Regions from separate parts of the Hordeum vulgare genome. Here region 2 is linked to region 1. A link is a contact called in public Hi-C data. All regions are on one chromosome and are shown on one strand. Each heading gives the region's core, a stretch centred on a gene start, on an enhancer-like site or on the middle of the called end of the contact. The rest is flanking DNA. Distances are from core to core; before and after follow the strand shown.

Region 1 (3,010 bases), core at 275-2,774:
AAAAATAAAGAAAAAAATCACTAATGGGACTCACACACTGCGGCATGTACTTGTATCAAAACCAGGTGGCAGATTTCCAGTAAGAATTGGCTCTATCTGCAAAAATAAAAATATAAAAATAATGAAGGAAAGAAAAGAAAAATCTATTGATAAGCAAGAACATAAGAAGAAGTCAAATGTGTGCAAGCTATACAGCACAGCACACTATAAGATATCACAAGGAAGTTCCAATATGTTAAGTGTAACATCAAGAATAAAAGAATCTACATGCTTTGAGTTTGCGATGAAAACCTAATCGGTCAGGAAAAAAGGTATGCGTAAATGCAAAATACTGGAAAATGTCATGTAATAACAATGTAAGCATTTTACATCAGGTGCATGACAAGGCAAGCACAAAACTCATTATTTGGGTGAAAGATACTTAAAAAATAACCCACAATGTCAAATCATTTGGGTAAAAAATGATACAACAGAGCGGCAAGGTTAATGCAGCTCCCAGCTAGAATTGGATGAGTAAAATTTAATCAATCAACCAAAAGGTCCAGAATACCATAATTTGAAACATTAGCAGTCTTCCACCTAATCAGCATCACAAGCAAACCACTAACTAAAAATCAAAGTCCTAGTACTATCACTCCAGACCAATAAGTCCTCAATCCCGTTAAGAAACTTAACCAAACAGGCTGAAATCATCCTATTGGTTTTGCAAAGTGAAACAAATGAGAAATCCTAGAACCGGACTCTTACCAATTACTCGCTACTCATTCACTCCAACATAATAATATATAAAAACGTCCATATAACCTGGAGACTGTTCCCTCGCTTAACTGGACATCGAAATCAAACGCTAAGCACCTTAAGATCACTCGCTATGCTCCTTATACCCGAAACGAACAGAGTGAACTTGATCATTCGCGGCCAGTTAGAACACTACTGTCCTAGGTTTCTACTTAGGCAGCGCCGACAGAATCCAGTCCACTCTGACACTGGAGACACGCTGAACAGCGGAATTCCACGAATCCCCTGGCTCAATAAACAATCGCTCCATTTACCAAAAACTGCTTCAGACTAGAAGCACCTCCCAAACCACCAAGACAAAGCGGGTAACAGGGGACAAACCCAAACGCCCGCAGGCTACAGCCGTCCCCGATGTTCGAACACTAGGCTCATCCAAAATCAGCCCTCCGGCGGACCAAACTTCCGCGGGACGCCGCCGTGCGGGCGGGCGCGGTGGGGGAGCGGGTGGGTAGGTGAGCGGTAACGTACGGACCTGTTGCGGCGGCGCGGCGCCGAGGAGGTGGTGGTGGGGCGGCGGCGGCATCGCGTACATGGACTGCAGCGCCGCCGCCTGCTGCATCATCGCCGCCGCCTGGGCCTGGTTCTGCTGCGGCAGCATCGCGCGGCCCCGCTGCCCAGTCGACGGTAGATTGGTGGGGTGGGGGAGGGGATGGAAGGGTCGAGAAGGTCGGGGTGGAAGAGAAAGAGAAAGAGGGATGAATGAAGGGAAAGGGTAGAGCCTGTTTGTTTTGCCTCGTGTCTTGGGTCGGGTCTGTCCCTGAATACGTGGGCCTGGAATCTCGCTCGCTAGTTTTCGGTTTTGGGTCTCCTCCCGGCGACCCACCGGCGACCCCTGTATTATCCAGTGTTAATCCTGCCTAAAAAAAACAGTGTTAACAACGCGGTCCTTTTATATACCCGTCGGTCCTAAAATGTAAGACTTTTTTACACTATGATAGACGTGGCTTTATAAAAAGGAAAAAGCTAACGCTCTACCGGCTGATCGCGCGGAGAGCTCCGCCACCCACACAGCCGTTGAATCGCTTGATCCATGCTTGATCAGGCACGTTCTTTTGCATAGTTTGTTATTTCTCTTGTTGTTTCTGCAACACGGCCACTGTTGCAGAAAGAGAAAGGAATTATTTTTTGCAACGAAGCGATTGTTTCAGAAACTCAAGCGTTGTTTCAGAAATTACTAAGTGCCCAGTCGAAATTCGTGCATAGAAAAAAAACTGCAACAAAGTGATTGTTTCAGAAACTCGAGCGTTGTCTCAGAAATTACGGGTGATCAGCCGAAGCGCGCGCGAAGAAAAACAACCTGCAACAAAGCGATTGTTTCAGAAACTCGAGCGTCGTTTCAGGAATTACTGGATGCTCGGATGAAGCCCCGCGTGCAGATCGGCTGGATGGAGATAATCAAACGGCTGTAAAGGTGACGGATCATTGGAAATAATCCGTCGGTGGACGCGTAGCGTTGCCCTTGGGCAACGCTACGCGTCCACCGACGGATTATTTCCAATCCGATTCACACGTGGGGCTTTGGCCTAATTCCTGAAACAATGCTCGAGTTTCTGAAATAATCGATTTGTTGCAGGTTTTTTTTCTTCGCGCGCGCTTCGGCTGGGTATCCGGTAATTCCTGAAACAATGCTCGAGTTTCTGAAACAATCGCTTTGTTGCAGTTTTTTTTTCTTCGCGCGCGCTTCGGTTGGGCACCCGGTAATTCCTGAAACAACACTCGAGTTTCTGAAATAATCGTTTTGTTACAGTTTTTTCTTCGCGCGCGCTTCGGCTCGGCACCCAGTAATTCCTGAAACAACGCTCGAGTTTTTGAAACAATCGCTTTGTTGCAGTTTTTTTCTTTGCGCATGTTTCGGCGTTTTCTTCGTTTTTGTTTTGCAACGTGTGTATTGTTGCGGAGGAAAATTTTGCGACACATGTAAAGTTACATGAAAAAAACACGCGTCGTACAGAGGAGCCGGCGGATCGCTCGCGTGCGATCCGTCGGCTGAACGTAAACTTTTCCCTTATAAAAAAGGACCGCGTTGGCCAACAAATCTTTCTAAAAGTTTCGCCGCCTCCGTATACATTCAGCGTCATCCTACGGTCCAATCCCGCCCACACCATTGCAATAAAGGTAGTGTTGCAGAACTTTGCAACAAAGCTCGTGTTGCGGAAACATTTGCAACATAGCCCGTGTTGCAAAAACATTTACAACATAGCCCGTGTTACAA
Region 2 (3,176 bases), core at 8-2,507, 700 kb after region 1:
CGCGAGCATCAAATAGGAGCCGCAACCAAACTTGTCCTAGATGACTGATTGGGTGCATCCACAGATTTTTAGTGCGTCGTATTTGCTATGTCGGCTATAGATGCTCTTATAGCATCTCCAACCCACGCGGTAAATATGACGCGCGCAGAAGAAGATGCACTTTGCGCGCGGGGGGGGGGGGGGTGTTTGGTGCGCTTGCTGGCAAAACGCGTGCGCTAAATAAAATGGCGCGCGTGCGAAAAAGCGGCACTCCGCGGTAGTTTTCACGCGCGGCGTACAACGCACCGTTTTATAAATCGTGCGCGGGCGCCTACAAACAGCCACCTCCGTCGACTTTTTTCTCGCCTTCGCTGCACCGTCCCCGGAGCAGCCCCGACTTCCGCGGCGTCCGCGCCCGCCCCTCCGGCGTTTTCTATGCGGGGATACACTCCGGAGACATTCGCCTCGGGCTCGGCACTTTTGACACCGTCGAGGTGGCCACTCGCGCGGCGGCTCTCGAGGGCGCGGGCGCAGATGAACTTTCCGACCGTCCGAAAGCACGAGGAGGCGCAGACCTGCGCGCCTCCCCCGGGGTAATCACTGGGGAGGACCGCCGCATCCAGGCGAGGTGGGATCGTCGCATCCAGGCAATGTAGGATTGCCGCCTCCTCATCGCCGAGAAGGACGAGCAGACCATGGAGGCGCAACGCCAGCGCTTCCCACAGGACGTCATCGACGAGTGTGAGTTCTGGGCACGGTAGAGGGCGATGTGAGCCGCGGAGCGGGCAGAAAGACGTGAGCGGAAGGCTGCAGCGCTAGCGCAGTGCGACATGAAGGAGACGTCGACATGGAGCGACAACGATAATTACTGAGATGACGTCTTCCTCATGTCGAACTACACCAGCAAGGAAAGCGATGAAGAGTAGTAGTTTATCTAGTTTTACTTTATCTATATCTAGTTTATCTAGATTTTATCTATCTAGTTTATCTAATTTTTATGTATCTATTTTATCTATGTAATTTATTATTTTCGTTCGGACTTGAACTATGGTAATAAAAGATATGAACTTTCTATTGTTAATTTTATTATTGTGTTTTTATTTTTAAAAAATAAAAATTATGTTTGTACTTGACGCGGACGTTTTGAATTTGTAGCACCTGCTGAAATGGCAACACCACGTTCTATTTTACAGCCCATGCTGAAACGGAAGCGTTGCCGCTCGAAAAAAAAAACATTTCAACGCTGTAACTATTTTTTTTAGCGCGCCCCGCTCCTACTCGCTGGACGGGTTTGCGGGCAGCAAAGGCATCCCCGTATGGCGGCAGCGCACCAGTTCCACGGCCTCCTCCGCCTGCCGCCTCCCCGCCTCCTCCGCCCCGTCTTGGTGCCACCAACTCGCTGCCGCGCGCCCCCTCCCCTCGCCTCCCCGCGTGTTCCACACCCACCACGTCCTCTCACCGAGAAACGCCTCTCCAGCGCTTCCCAAGCCAAAAGTGAGACGGCGGCGGCGTTACTGGGGGAGGAGGAGGAGAATGGAGCGGCGGAGCATGACGCGCGTGAGGCGCGAGAAGGGGCGGAGGGATACGTGGAGAGCGTTGGCGCCGGGGACCCCGCGGGCCCTCCGCCCCATCACCTTGCGGTCCGCGCTGGTCTCGGGGACCCGGTGTTCTTCCTCCTGACCTTCGTCGCCGTCACGGTGAGGCACCGAGTCTTTTGCCATCAAGATTCAGCTTCCATTTGAGTTTTAAAAAGATTAATCCTTCCGTATTGCTGCAATCTTGAGGTCACGGAGTGTCTCTTCTTATTTCCCCCATCTTTTGTTGCCTTCTCCAGACATCCATTGCCTTCACCAGCATGGTAGCGGTGGCGATTCCTACGATGCTCGTAAGTCTGGTTTCTCACAATGCAATTCCGAGTTGATGTTACTATGGAGGTCTCGCTTGGTTGTCTCGAGAAAGGGAATGGAGTTTACAGGTGGGACTTTAGTATACAAAATTAGGCATGGAAGTTGATTTATAATCCCAAACCCGTAGGGAGGATTTGAGAGAAAGTAACACCCCACCTGATTATACATAATTAGGCAGGGGAAATATCAGGTGCTCCCCATGCTCCAATTTCAAAAGGCCAATCTTAAATGTTTCAAAAATTCAAACAAATGTGAATGTTTACAAGGAATGTGACTACAACCCCTAAAAATTTCAGGTCCAAACTCGAAATCCACACCGAGAAACAAAAAAGACAAATTCAGATGAGTGTCAATGTTACTTTTTTTTTCTTTTTTTACACTATTCATGCTAGATTTCACATTTTTGTTTCTCAATGTGCATTTCGGGGTTGGACCTGAATCTTTTAGGGGTTGTAGTCACATTCCTTGTGAACATTCACATTTTCCCCAGAATTTTTGATACATTAAAAATTGATTTTTTGAAATTGGAGCATGGGGAGAAACCCAAGGATGGGGGCACCTGATATTTCCCAGGGCAGCGAGATGTGTGGGATGCGATACTCCGGTTCGCTCTAGCTTCGGTAGACTTTGAGTTGTGGTCATGGGCTTGGGCGAAAACTCTTGCCACACGTAGCGGAGTCTGACGCCGGTGACGGCTGCGGGTGTCGTCCCCTCCTTGGAGGTGCTGTCATGGCCCCGGCCACAACTCCCTTCCTCGTGCACCAGGGGAAACCCTAGATCCGGCTCTTTGGACTAGGTGGCGGCAACGCCGGTGCCATGGTGTCGCCCCCCTCCTTTGAGGCGCTGTCCAGGTTGCTCATGGAATCCCCATGGTGGTGCTGCTCAGGGCGTGGGCTTCCTCGATGATGCTTTCTTCGGGTCCGGCCAGGCCCCGTCGTCAATTCGCTAACTCCTTCTAGGCGCATAGGTGAAGGGTATGCTGGTCTAAACTGTCTGGGAGTCATGGTTGTTGCAAAGGTCTCTAGCTTCGGTCATGACGCGGTCTGGTTGCTCCCTGTTTTGCCTCGTCTTCTTGAGGTTGGACCGAGCGAGGCATTTCGTGGTGGGCATAGTGGGTGCGGTTGCTAATCCTGAGATTAGCGTTGTAATGGATAAAATGCGTTGTACCTGGCTTCCTTGCCTCTTTTTCTTTAATGGATGAGACACATGCTATGCTTATTCTGGAAAAAAAGGAATATGCTAGATGTCTTAGTAATATTCCTATACCACTCCACCATGTTAAGAAAGCTG

What was found. A called contact is a pair of places that touch in the nucleus more often than the background predicts.
Region 2: a Hi-C map of leaf shows a contact between it and region 1, with 4 times the contacts expected there. The contact joins the promoter of LOC123425322 here to the promoter of LOC123425320 in region 1. A contact is called at or near these places in 2 of 6 Hi-C or Micro-C datasets (leaf and seedling).

Annotation. Positions count from the first base shown.
Region 1 is chr2H:100,294,486-100,297,495 of MorexV3_pseudomolecules_assembly, forward strand. It overlaps LOC123425320 (oligouridylate-binding protein 1-like), which reads right to left and starts at 1,525. Exons shown (of 12, transcript XM_045109003.1): 1 at 1,271-1,525; 2 at 35-96. The coding sequence starts at 1,396.
Region 2 is chr2H:100,992,812-100,995,987 of MorexV3_pseudomolecules_assembly, forward strand. LOC123425322 reads left to right here and starts at 1,258. Exons shown (of 5, transcript XM_045109005.1): 1 at 1,258-1,676; 2 at 1,814-1,864. The coding sequence starts at 1,296.